Regions from separate parts of the Rattus norvegicus genome. Here region 2 is linked to region 1. The links are chromatin contacts, called in public Hi-C maps. All regions are on one chromosome and are shown on one strand. Each heading gives the region's core, a stretch centred on a gene start, on an enhancer-like site or on the middle of the called end of the contact. The rest is flanking DNA. Distances are from core to core; before and after follow the strand shown.

Region 1 (6,568 bases), core at 826-3,325:
ACAGGGTGGCTCACAATTGTCCACAACTCCATTTCTAGGTGGTCCAATGCCCCCTTCTGGCCTTCACAGGCACCACGTGTAACTGATGCATGCACATATCCAGGTAAACAGCCTTTAAACACTAAAGGAAAAAACCTCATGGAACCAAAGCAAGAAATCAACACCAGGTCCCATGTATGTGAGGCTGTAGTAAGTAACACCAGTGATGTTTTAGTTCCTCAGGGGAAGACAGGATGTTCTAAAAGATGGCAAATACTGTGTGCTTGTACATGCCTGTTGTCATCCTCATGACAAGTTACAGGCCAAGCAGGGCTACAAAGTCCGACTTCATCTCAAAGCAAACAATAACAAAAGGTCTACTGGTTTTTCAGTACTTCTATGCTGAACACAGTCTACACAGATATCAAATCCCAGTGCTGTTATTAATGCTCCTGTGATGCAACCGAGACCCCTCCTTTACTTCTGCATATAAACTCTTCTCAGAGTGGCCGAATGGACCCAGAACCATTTAAACTGGTAACATTTAGAACAAAGGTCAAAGGGTCTCCCCCGCCCTAGGCACTTTATTACTATCTGTGATAGTGGGGCTGGAGAGATAGCTCAGTGGTTAAGAGCACTCACTGCTCTTCCAGAGGTCCTGAGTTCAATTCCCAGCAACCACATGGTGGCTCACAACCATCTGTAACGGGATCTGATGCCCTCTTCTGGTATGTCTGAAGACAGCTACAGTGTACTCACATACATAAAATAAATAAATCTTTTAAAAAATATCTGTGATAGTTATTCTTGGTTGTCCATTTGACTACATCTGGATTTAACTAAAACCCAAAAATGGAAAAACACACATGTGAACAATTTTTGCCAAGTCTGAAGCAGGAAGACCCACTGGTTTTTGTTGTTATTTTGTTTTGGAGACAGGATTTCTCAGTGTAGCCCGGGCTGTCTTGGAATTTGCTCTGTAGACCAGGCTAGCCTCGAACTCAAGAGATCTGCCTGCCTCTGCCTCCCCCATGCTGGAAGACTGCTTGGTGGAAGACCCACTTGTAATCCAGATCTTTGAGGTGGGAGAACACACCTTTATTCTTGTTACTCAAAGTCAGAAGATACACCTTCTGGTGGAAACTAATGTAAAGACATGAAGCTTTTTCTCCCTGCCACCCCCCAGAGCAGGGTCTCTCTGTGTAGCCCTGCCTGTCCTGGAACTGACTCTGTAGACTAGGCTGGCCTCAACTCAAGAGATTCGGCTGTCTCTGCCACTACCGCCAAGCTGCTTTTACTCTTTGCCTACCTGTTCTCACTCTCATTGGCAACTCCACTCCTTCACTGTCATTATCTTCTTTGGGATTCTGATGTACAATGAAGATCAACTGAGACATCCACTCTCGTTGACTGAATGACTACTGGAATTTTGAACCTTTCCATTTATAGAGCCACATATATACTATTTTAAAAATAAAAATCCAATATTAAGAACTAAAAAATCAGGGGTTGGGGATTTAGCTCAGTGGTAGAGCGCTTGCCTAGGAAGCGCAAGGCCCTGGGTTCGGTCCCCAGCTCCGAAAAAAAGAACCAAAAAAAAAAAAAAAAAAAAGACCAAAGAACTAAAAAATCTTGCTAAGTCCCCAAGCCTGTGCAATAATATGCAGACACCTGGCTAGAATTTTAAATTCCTTCGGTTCTACTGATTCCCCGGGGTCCAAAACCCAACTCCTTAGCCTCCTACTCAGGGTGACACCTCACACTGCCACTATGAGGCTCGCCGGAACACTGCGGCCAGACAAAGCATAAACACTTGATCTGAGTGACCGGCGTCGCACCCGGTGGGCGTCACGTGACAGACTCGGCGTTCCTCCAATCGCTGTGCGAATAGTAGGGATTCCATCTAGTACTTGGCCTCAGGCTTACAACGCCCTGTTGTTCCATTCCTCAACCGGGCCCGCTTTTTACTACCAACCAGCTGGCAGTGACTCTCAAGTGTTTTCCTCTCAAGCAGTTTCGAGGGGCTCGGGCCTATAGCGCACTCAGCTCCGGAAGTGACGTTTCCCAGAGGGGCCGGAAGTGGCAGTGGAGGGAGGGAAGATGGCGGAGGTGGTGAGTCCGGTGCCCGGGGCGGGGCGGAGGGAGCCAGGGGAGGTGGGTAGAGCCCGAGGCCCCCCAGTAGCCGACCCTGGCGCCGCGCTGTCTCCCCAGGGGGAGATAATCGAGGGCTGCCGCCTGCCCGTGCTGCGGCGCAACCAGGACAACGAAGATGAGTGGCGTGAGTGACGTCGGGGGGCGGGTCCAAGGAACCTGAGGGCGAGGGGCGGGAGGGAGTCAACGATCACACGGGAGGGGGAGGGGCTTCTGCAATCCTGGGGCGGTCGCAGATACTCGGAAGGAGGGGCGTGACTTTTGGACGTACGGAGATGATCCGGGCGGGGCTTGGAGAGAGGTGTCACTTGGTGACTAAAGGGGTCTTGAACTAGCCCTTCTAAGTGCTGGGACGTAGACATCCAGCCTAGAGGTGGAATTCAGGTCGAAGGGTGGAGTCTCATGATCTGCCTTGATTAAGACCCCCTGTCTGTGTTGTTCCCTTAGCCCTGGCTGAGATCCTGAGCGTGAAGGACATCAGTGGCCGGAAGCTTTTCTATGTCCATTACATTGATTGTGAGTTCTGGGCCTGGAAAAAGTGGGTTGCTGGATAGGGTTGAGGGCAGCCTCTGGCATCCCTCCTGAGCCATTTTCACTGCTGCAGTCAACAAACGTCTGGATGAATGGGTGACTCACGAGCGGCTGGACTTAAAGAAGATCCAATTTCCCAAGAAAGAAGCCAAGACACCTACCAAGAACGGACTTCCTGGGTCCCGCCCCGGCTCTCCCGAAAGAGAGGTGGTGAGTAGGTCCCCCATTTCATCTTTTCTCTCCTGCCTCTTCCTTCTTGCATCTCTTGGCCTCAGGGGTTCCTGAATGGGCAGGAGGCAGCATTCTTTTGCCATGGCTTCAGCTTGCAAAGGATGGGGACCAAATTGCAGGTGTAGCTTCCAGAGTCCAGTATTGCCTTGCTTTAGAGAAGGCAGAGGGTGGGATTTGATCACTCCATGCTGAGGGGCCCATCCTCCCCTTCGCCATCCCACCACCATCCCCACCCCAGAGGAAGACCCTGGACCTATCTCTACAGCCGGCCTCCGCCCAGGCCAGCGGGAAGACCTTGCCAATCCCGGTCCAGATCACACTCCGCTTCAACCTGCCCAAGGAGCGGGAGGCCATTCCAGGTGGCGAGCCTGACCAGCCGCTCTCCTCCAGCTCCTGCCTGCAACCCAACCACCGCTCAACGGTACCCTCAGCAATTCCAGGGACCTTGCTTTCTTCTCAGGTCCCACCTTCTCTACCTTCTGACCCACCTTTCCTGGTTTCTCTCTGCAGAAACGGAAGGTGGAGGTGGTTTCACCAGCAACTCCAGTGCCCAGCGAGACAGCCCCAGCTTCAGTTTTCCCCCAGGTGAGTCTTCCAGTCTTTTTACATGTATGAAGGTTTTGTCTGTGATAGTCATATGTTCTACTTGCATGCCGGGTGCAATGGCCAGAAGAGGGCATTGGATGCACTGAACTAGAGTTGTGTGAGCCCCATGTGGGTGCTGGGAAAGGAACCCATGACCTCTGGAAGAGCGGGATTCTTAACCACTAAGCCACCCCAACAGCCCGTCTGGTCTTCCCCCCTCTTCTGTCTAGCATCCTCCTCCAGGATCATCTCATGGTCACCCTTTTTCTTCTGTCATCCACAGAATGGATCAGCCCGTAGGGCAGTGGCAGCACAGCCAGGACGGAAGCGGAAATCTAATTGCCTGGGCACTGATGAGGTGGGTATCAAGGAGCAGAGGAAGAGGGAAGCTGGGAAACAGGGAGTGGACTTGGGCATGGAGAGTTCATTCAGTGACCAATTTAAAGCAAACAAGGTGTTAGTTAGGCAGTGAGGGTGTTGGTTGGGCAGTGAGGGTGTTGGTTGGGAGCCAAGCAGATGAAGCATTGGGCTATTTTGTTTGTTTGTTTGTTTGTTTTGTTTTGTTTTGTTTTTTTACCATACCAATTTCTGGTTCTTGGTTTATTTTGGAAAGTGGAGATTATGATGCTTGCCCCTTAGTTGATGGTAGACTTGAAGGAAGAAACCTACGGCAGTGTTGTGAGCCATGTTCTGCTTACCTGCTGTTATCTGGTATTTTCCATTTGCCCTGGGCAGGATTCTCAGGACAGCTCAGATGGAATACCGTCAGCACCACGCATGACTGGCAGTTTGGTGTCTGACCGGAGCCACGACGACATTGTCACCCGGATGAAGAACATTGAGTGTATTGAGCTTGGCCGGCACCGCCTCAAGCCGTGGTACTTCTCCCCGTACCCTCAAGAGCTTACCACGCTACCTGTCCTCTACCTGTGCGAATTTTGCCTCAAATATGGCCGTAGCCTCAAGTGTCTGCAGCGCCACTTGGTATGAAGGGTCTTGGGAGGCTGCCTACCCAGTGTACCCTCACCAGTCCCCACCTGATCCTCCTTTTGTCCTTAGACCAAATGTGATCTTCGACACCCTCCAGGCAATGAAATTTACCGCAAGGGCACCATCTCCTTTTTTGAGATTGATGGGCGGAAAAACAAGGTCAGTGGCTTGTGCATGGGGCTGGAATACATCATATGAACAACCTTTTCCTGCTCAGAACAGTTGACCACTCTGGCTATAGATTAGTTCACTGTTTTTATTGAATGCCTGACGTAGAGCTGGGGAATGCACAGAACACTGGCATTTAGATACATTCTCTTCCCGGAGAGGTCACTGTCCATGGCAGAAGTAGACATACCAGCTATTCAGATCCCAGTGTGAGGAGTATCGGAAACAAAGGCTGGGTTAGCAGAGTTCAGAGGAAGCTGTCAGGAGCTTGGAGGTGTGTATGCCTAGAATTCCAGCACTCAGAGAACTCTGAGTTCAAGATTAGTCTGATATGAGTTCCAAGCCAACCTGAGCTATAAAATAAGAAAGACCTATCTCAGGGAACCAAAGCAAAAACCTGTAAGACAGCAAAGGTTAAGTGTAAAATTGGAGGCAGTTAAAGAACAGTGTGGCCCAGCATCCCGGAAGCTGATGCTAGGAGCTGACATTCAGAGCCAGTCTGAACTACACAGTAGGATCCTTTCTAAAGCTGAGTTAAAAAGGATCTTTGGTTGGGTGTGCTGGTACATCCTTTATTCCTAGCACTCCGGAAGCAGAGGCAGGCAGGTCTCTACTGGTCTATGGGGAGTTGTAGGCCAGCCAGGGCTAGAGTCAGATCTGTTTTGAAACAGTTTGCAGGTTAACCTGTGAGCCTGGACATAGCAAAGAGAACATATTTAAACAGTTGTAAGCAGTTGGGTTCAGAGATGCAGCCACCAATGTACCAGGACAGTGCATGCAAAAAGTAAAAAGAAAGGGAGAGGTGGTGAGGCAAGGTCAAAGGTCAGGTGTCAGGAACAAGATCAGTGGGGAGGAACAGGTTAGGGTTTCTTTAAGTGACAAGTATGGAGGTCCTTGAAATACACACTTTTTAAGGCCTCCAGGGTATGGATGGAGAGAGAGGCAGATTTCTGGATTGGTTTGGGAGCTCACCTTGAAGAGGAGCTACTTCTTCAAGAGGAAAGTACAAAGTTTCACATTGTTGTATATTAAGTGTGGTGTTCAAGTAGATGACCAGCAGTTGCAAAGCTGTCTGAAATTCTTCTAGAAGTCACATGTGATAAGACAACCAGTCCAGAGTTGTAGGGAAAAATCCCTAAGGCTGGCAGTTCCTTAAACCTCCACAGAATTGCAGACCAGTTCCCAGGAAGGGTCACCAGCTAGAGCGTTCAGGTTCTGACACCTACAGCCACATGGGTAGAATGTCTCTCCTGATGACTAGTCCATTTGGAAACTTAATAACTCACTATGTATCCCTAGCTGACTGACTTCAAACTTGTATTTCCCTCTGCCTCCTAAGAGTGGAGGTTACAGGCATTCCTGGCTTGGAAACTTTAAGTGGAAAAGAGGACAATGCAGGCCCAGGGCAGGCTTTGCTGGGGATGTGGAAGCTCTACAGCTCACCAGGGGCAGGGCAGGCAGTTGGACGTTAGTTTGTAGGCTCCTGGTCACTTAAGTAGTGCTTCTAAGCAGTGGTGCTAATCTGACTGGTGGGATGGGCCAGGGTCCTGGGCGGGAAGTTCAACCCTCTCAACTGGAACAGCAGGAAGAAGTGCTCCTCAGAGCCCTTGAGATGGCTCAGTGCATGGAAGGGCTTGTCACACAAGCCTGGCCACCCGAGTTTACTCTGTAGAACCTATGGTGGAAGGGGAATGGACTCCCATGCGTGTGCATGTTGTGTACAGGCACATGTGGCATAGTAAATTAACTGTTTAAAAACAGTATCCCAGAGTATTGACTGTGAGGTCTTTTCCTTTATAGAGTTACTCACAAAACCTGTGTCTTCTGGCCAAGTGTTTCCTCGACCACAAGACATTGTACTATGACACAGACCCCTTCCTTTTCTATGTAATGACGGAGTATGACTGCAAGGGCTTCCACATCGTGGGCTACT
Region 2 (6,440 bases), core at 3,682-6,181, 160 kb before region 1:
GCCAGTAATTCCCGGGGGGGGGGGGGGGGATCCTTTGTCTCAGCCTCTTAACCACTGAGCCATCTCTCCGGCCCCTTTGTTTTTCAAGATAGAGATTTTTCTGTGTAGCTCTGGCTGCCCTGGAACTGGCCTCAAACTCAGAGATTTGCCTCCCTCTGCCTCCCAAGTGCTGGCACTAAAGGTGTGCGCCACCACTGCCTGGCATTTATATCTTTTACTTTTAAAAACCATGGGCTAGGGCTGGAGAGATGGCTCAGTAGTTAAGATCACTGACTGCTCTTCCAGAGGTCCTGAGTTCAATTCCCAGCAACCACATGGTGGCTCACAACCATCTGTAAAGAGATCCGATGCCCTCTTCTGGTGTGTCTGAAGACAGCTACAGTGTACTTATATATAATAAATGAATAAATCTTTAAAAAAAAAAACAACATGGGGTAAGGACTGGAGAGATGGGTCAGTGGTTAAGAGCACTGACTGTTCTTCCAGAGGTCCTGAGTTCAATTCCCAGCAACCACATGGTGGCTCACAATCATCTGTAAAGAGATCAGATGCCCTCTTCTGGTGTGTCTGAAGACAGCGACAGTGTTCTTATATAATAAATAAATAAATCTTTAAAAAAAAAAAAAACATGGGCTAGGGATGTGCTTCAGATGGTAAAGGATTTAAGCTAAGACGTAGATTTAATCCCCAGCATCAAATAAACCAGGCTTGGTGGTACATGCCTGTAACCCCATGCTCAGGTAATAGGATCAGAAGACTGACAAGGTGGCTCAGTGCAGGTGGGTGGGTAGGGAGGTATTTGCTGCCAACTCTGATCACCTTAATTTGGTCCCTAGAACTCAATTATGGAACAAGAGAGCCCATTCCTGCAAGTTGTCTTCTGATCTCTGCAGACATGCTGTGAGACACACGAACCCACACACATACACAAAATGCATGTGTATGCGTGCTCAGGATAAATACACGAATGTAATAAAAACATTAAAAGAAGTTCAACATCATCTTCAGCTACATGCTGTGCTTGAGGTCAGCTTGAGATTCCTGAGACTGTCTCAAAAAGCAAGCATCCCATAACAGAATGTTAGGTTTGACCATCACAGCGCCATGAGAGACACTTCTTTTTCTTTTCTTTCTTTTTTTTTTTATTCTTTTTTTCAGAGCTGGGGACTGAACCCAGGGCCTTGTGCTTGCTAGGCAAGTGCTCTACCACTGAGCCAAATCCTCAACCCCATGAGAGACATTTCTAGAAGAGAAGACTTGGGGGCTGGGGATTTAGCTCAGTGGTAGAGCGCTTACCTAGGAAGCGCAAGGCCCTGGGTTCGGTCCCCAGCTCCGAAAAAAAAAGAACCAAAAAAAAAAAAAAAAAAAGTAGAAGAGAAGACTTAGTTCCTGGCTTTGCCATGCTTCTCCTGGTAGCTTAGTTCAGTGACCAGGGCATCTTCCAACTCTAAGCTCCTGCAGGACACTGTGGCCAGGAGTTCACCTTGGGGATCTGGAGAGCTTCTAGACATACCTCCTGTCTTAGAGTCACAGTTGCTGTGATGAAGCACCAGGACCAAAAACAGCCTGAGGAGAAGGGTTCATTTGGTTTGCACATCCCAAGGCATAGTCTACTGAGGAAAGCCAAGGCAGGAGCTCAAACCAGGTGGGAACCCAGAGGCAGGAGCTGACACAGAGGCCATGGATGGGTGCTGCTTACTTGCATTGCATTCTCCTCATGCCTTGGTTGGCCTGTTTTCTTTTCTTTTTTTTTTTAAAGATTTATTTATTTTATGTACATGAGTACACTGTCACTCTCTTCAGACACACCAGAAGAGGGCGTCAGATCCCATTACAGATGGTTGTGAGCCACCATGTGGTTGCTGGGATTTGAACTCAGAACCTCTGCAAGAGCAGTCAGTGCTCTTAACCGCTGAGCCATCTCTCCAGCCCCTCTTTTTTTTTTTTTTTTTTAAGATTTATTTATTATTTTACATGAGTACACTGTAGCTGTCTTCAGACACATCAGAAGAGGGCATCAGATCCCATTACAGATGGTTGTGAGCCACCATGTGGTTGCTGGGATTTGAACTCAGGACCTCTGGAAGAGCAGTCGGTGCTCTTAACCACTGAGCCATCTCTCCAGCCCTTGGCCTGTTTTCTTGTGGAACCCAGTTCCACCACTTAGGGGCCCCCACAATGGCTGGGCTGTCTTTTCTCCATCAGTCACTGGTTAAGAAACGAACTATGGGGGTTGGGGATTTAGCTCAGCGGTAGAGCACTTGCCTAGGAAGCGCAAGGCCCTGGGTTCAGTCCCCAGCTCCGGGAAAAAAAAAAAAAAAAAAAAAAAAACGAACTATATCTCCTTCAGTTGCTAATTAACAAAGAGGCTTTACAGACCTGTTTGCAGACTTTTCTTTTTGGAAACACTTATTTTAGGCTGGAGAGATGGCTCAACACTTAAGAGCACTGACTGCTCTTCCAGAGGTCCTGAGTTCAATTCCCAGCGACCACATGGTGGCTCACAACCATCTGTAATGGGATCTGATGCCCTCTTCTGGTGTGTCTGAAGACAGCTACAATGTATCCTATACCTGAAATAAATAAACAATCCTTAAAAAGACACTTATTTTCATGTGCATTGATGTTTTGCCTCTGTGTATGTCTGCATGAGGCACCAGGTCATCTGGAACTGGAGTTACAGAGAGTTGAGTTGCCATGTGGGTGCTGGGAATTGAACCTGAGTCCTCTTAACCCCTGAATCATCTCTCCAGCTCCTGCAGACTTTTCTTTTTTTAAAGATTTATTTATTTTATGTGAGTACATGGTAACTTCTTCAGACACACCAGAAGAGGGCATTGGATCCCATTACAGATGGTTGTGAACCACCATGCGTTCGCTGGGAATTGAACTCAGGACCTCTGGAAGCGCAGTCAGTGCTCTCAACCGCAAAGCCATCTCTCAAACCTTCTGACTTTGCTTATGGAGGCATTTTCTCACTTGAGGCTCTCTTCCTCTCAGATCATTCTAACTTGTGTCAAGTTGACATAAAATTAGCAAGCATACTTCCCAAGAAACAGTTCATTTTCCAGTACGTTCTGCAGGGTCAACACAGCATGTCAGGAACTTCCTCACTTCCCAATGAAACACAGCCAGCTGCTTCCTCTCTAGCAGGGTCTAGATTCCAGACTTGGAGGTTGGCCAGGGTCTTTCTGAGACACTATGTCTGTTTCAACTTAAAGGCTACTCCCTCTGGTTTTTTTTTAAAATGTATTTATGTATTCATTTAGAGACAGGTATCTGGGGCTGCTCTTCCAGAGTTCCTGAGTTCAAATCCCAGCAATCACATGGTGGCTCACAACCGTATGTAATGGGATCTGATGACCTCTTCTGGTGTGTCAGCTACAGTGTCAGCCACATTCTTCACTAAAATACCACAAAATCAGTCTCTATGACTCATACTGAACTTCTTCTCCTCTGACACCTCTTGGGTCAGGCCTGCACAATTCAAATTACTCTCAGCAACAACATCTTCCATAGTCCTACTAGGATGGCTCACTAAATCCCATTTAAAGCGTTTCACCACTTTCAGATCCAGAGTCCCAAAGTCTATGTTCTTTCTTTGAAACAAAAGCTTGGTCAGGCTTATCCCAGCAATATCCCAGTCCCTGGTACCAACTTCTGTCTTAGGGTTTTACTGCTGTGAACAGATACCATGACCAAGTCAAGACAACATTTAATTGGGCTGGCTTACAGGTTCAGAGGTTCAGCCCATCATCATGAAGGTGGGAACATGACAGCATCCAGGCAGGCATGGTGCAGGCAGAGCTGAGAGTTCTATATCTTCATCTGAAGACTGCTTAGTAGGAGACTGACTTTCAGGCAGGATGAGGTTTGTTTTGTTTTTAAGATTTCTTTTATTTATTATATATAAGTACACTGTAGTCTTCAGACACAGCAGAAGAGGGCATCAGAATTCATTACAGATGATTGCGAGCCACCATGTGGTTGATGGGATTTGAACTTAGGAAATTGGGAAGAGCAGTCAGTGCTCTTAACCACTGAGCCATCTCTCCAGCCCAGGATTAGGGTCTTAGTGCCACATCCACAGTGACACACCTACTCCAACAAGGTCACATCTCTTAATAGTGCTACTCCCTGGGCCAAGTATACACAAACCATCACAGAGGGTGTTGGAGCCCCTAAAACTGGAGTTGCAGGAGGTTGTGGACCAGCAGAGGGCGATCGATGAGAGACGTGTCTAGAAGAAAAGATTTCTAATCCCTGGCCATCATTTCCAGCTCTAGGCTCCTGCAGGACTCTGGCCAGCACCCATGTCCGCTTTGGAGATAGGGAGTGTTTCTGGACATCCTTCTTTAACAATAGTTTTCCAGACCTCTCGGGACAGTTGCATCACCTCTTTCCTACCTCAACCTCAACCCCAACACAACTCTCAAGGTCTCAAGTTCCTTTACCGTAGTAACTAACTGCTCCTGTCACAATTTCCTCGTTGAGCCCCGAATCTTCCCACTGCCTGGCGAAGGAGCTTTTGGCTTAGAGATAACCATTCTCCTCACTATTCGTACTTTCCCATCTTACTGTCAGTAGTAGCCTCTCTTTTCTATCTCTCCATCTCTTTCCAGCTTCCCTCTCACCCCGCCCCCTCTTCCCCGGGTTTAGATGGGCTCTATTGTCACGCTCATTTTGTGGTCCCACCCCTTCTCATCCTACAACTGTTGCACTCACTACTCTCCTTCACACTCAATTTTTCTATCTACACAAGGCCACAAGTTCGGAGCATTCAGATGACCGTTTTGGCTCACTCCTCCCTCCGTACTCGGCCCTGCCCCCGGAGGCCTGCCTTCAGCCCCGCCTCTGTCCCGCAAGGCCCCACCCCAAAGACCCGCCCCAACGCACAGCTCCGCCCACAGGCCAGAGTGGCTCCGCCCTCACCCCGCCCCGCCCCGGCTCGGGCGGCCGGAGGACCCGGAGTGGAGGCTCCCGAGCCCTTGGCGGCGGCGACGATGTGGTTCTTTGCCCGGGACCCGGTCCGGGACTTCCCGTTCGAGCTGAACCCTGAGCCCCCCGAAGGCGGACCGCCCGGGCCCTGGGTCCTGCACCGAGGCCGCAAAAAGGTGAGGTACTGCGCTGCTCTGCAGGCCGCGGCCGACCTCGGCCTTTCCTAGTCTGAATGCCGGCTTCGCTGTGTCGCGCCGGGCCTGACGTGGCGGCGACCAAAGATCCCGGCAACGGGCTGGGGAGTGGGGCGACCAGTGACGACGTGGCGGGCGGAAGAACCGAGGGATGGACAAGCAAACCGGACGGGGGTCACGTGGGTCTGGCTAGATCCTTAAGGGCTGTCCTGAGGCGAGACTGGCTGGAGAACCTTCCCTTCTGTTCTGGAGACCGGCTCAGAGCTGCTGTAGACCAGGCAGGTTGGAATGATCACCTGGCCCGCGCCTCTCAGGTTGCTGTGTCCTCCACCAGGCCACAGGCAGTGCGGTGTCCATCTTCGTGTACGATGTGAAACCCGGAGCCGAAGAGCAGACCCAGGTGGCCAAAGCTGCCTTCAAACGCCTCAAAACTCTCCGACACCCCAACATCCTGGCCTATATCGATGGGTTGGAGGTACCTGTCGCCCGATCTACCCATCTTACTCTCCTCAGGCCCTCACTTTGTACCCAAGTGCTTCAGCACCTTCAGATTTGGTATCTTCTCCACTACCTCTTTCCCTGTCAAGTCCCTCATCTTCCCTTCCTCTTCTGGAACAGTGCCCTGATACCATTTTTCTTACTCAGACAGAAAAGTGCCTCCACATCGTGACAGAGGCTGTGACCCCACTGGGAACATACCTCAAGGCACGAGCAGAAGCAGGTGGTCTGAAGGAGCAGGAGCTGTCATGGGGGTTACACCAGATCGTGAAAGCCCTCAGCTTCCTGGTCAACGACTGCAACCTCATCCACAACAATGTCTGCATGGCTGCTGTGTTTGTGGACAAGGCTGGCGAGTGGAAACTTGGGGGTCTGGACTACATGTACTCAGCACAGGGCAACGGTGGGGGACCACCCAACAAGGGGATCCCTGAGCTTGAGCAGTATGATCCTCCGGAGTTGGCTGATAGCAGCAGCAGAGCAGTCAAAGAGAAGTGGTGGGTCCTGAGGTCACTGTACCTCGATCTGCCCTGCGCTGGAGGCCCCTGCACCCTCGGAACCCCTAGACTAGCTAGGAGACCCCTGGCCCTTGCTATCTGCCAGGAAAGGGGAATAGGATCTTAGGAGGAGGGTGGTTGGTTAAGAAGGACATAGTTTAGGTGTTTGGTGCTTCTGAATTTGAAAGCTGTGTGTTGGAGGCAACTGTCTGTGCTTCTCTGAGCTTTGGTTTCTTTGTTAAATGGGGCTAATGAAACAAACTACTTGGGGCCAAGGGGTCAGTGCAGGGGCGCAGCCAGGACCTGTGATGCA

What was found. Hi-C and Micro-C count contacts between places; a contact is called where the count stands out from the background.
Region 2: a contact with region 1 is called in a Hi-C map of Schwann cells, with 2.5 times the contacts expected there. The contact joins the promoter of Scyl1 here to the promoter of Kat5 in region 1.

What each region holds. Positions count from the first base shown.
Region 1 is chr1:212,327,900-212,334,467 of GRCr8, reverse strand. Kat5 (lysine acetyltransferase 5) reads left to right here and starts at 2,075. Exons shown (of 14, transcript NM_001005872.1): 1 at 2,075-2,091; 2 at 2,191-2,257; 3 at 2,578-2,646; 4 at 2,735-2,871; 5 at 3,158-3,313; 6 at 3,403-3,477; 7 at 3,761-3,835; 8 at 4,213-4,461; 9 at 4,537-4,626; 10 at 6,436-6,568. The coding sequence starts at 2,080.
Region 2 is chr1:212,487,351-212,493,790 of GRCr8, reverse strand. It overlaps Scyl1 (SCY1 like pseudokinase 1), which reads left to right and starts at 4,931. Exons shown (of 17, transcript NM_001011938.2): 1 at 4,931-5,114; 2 at 5,467-5,607; 3 at 5,778-6,127. The coding sequence starts at 5,004.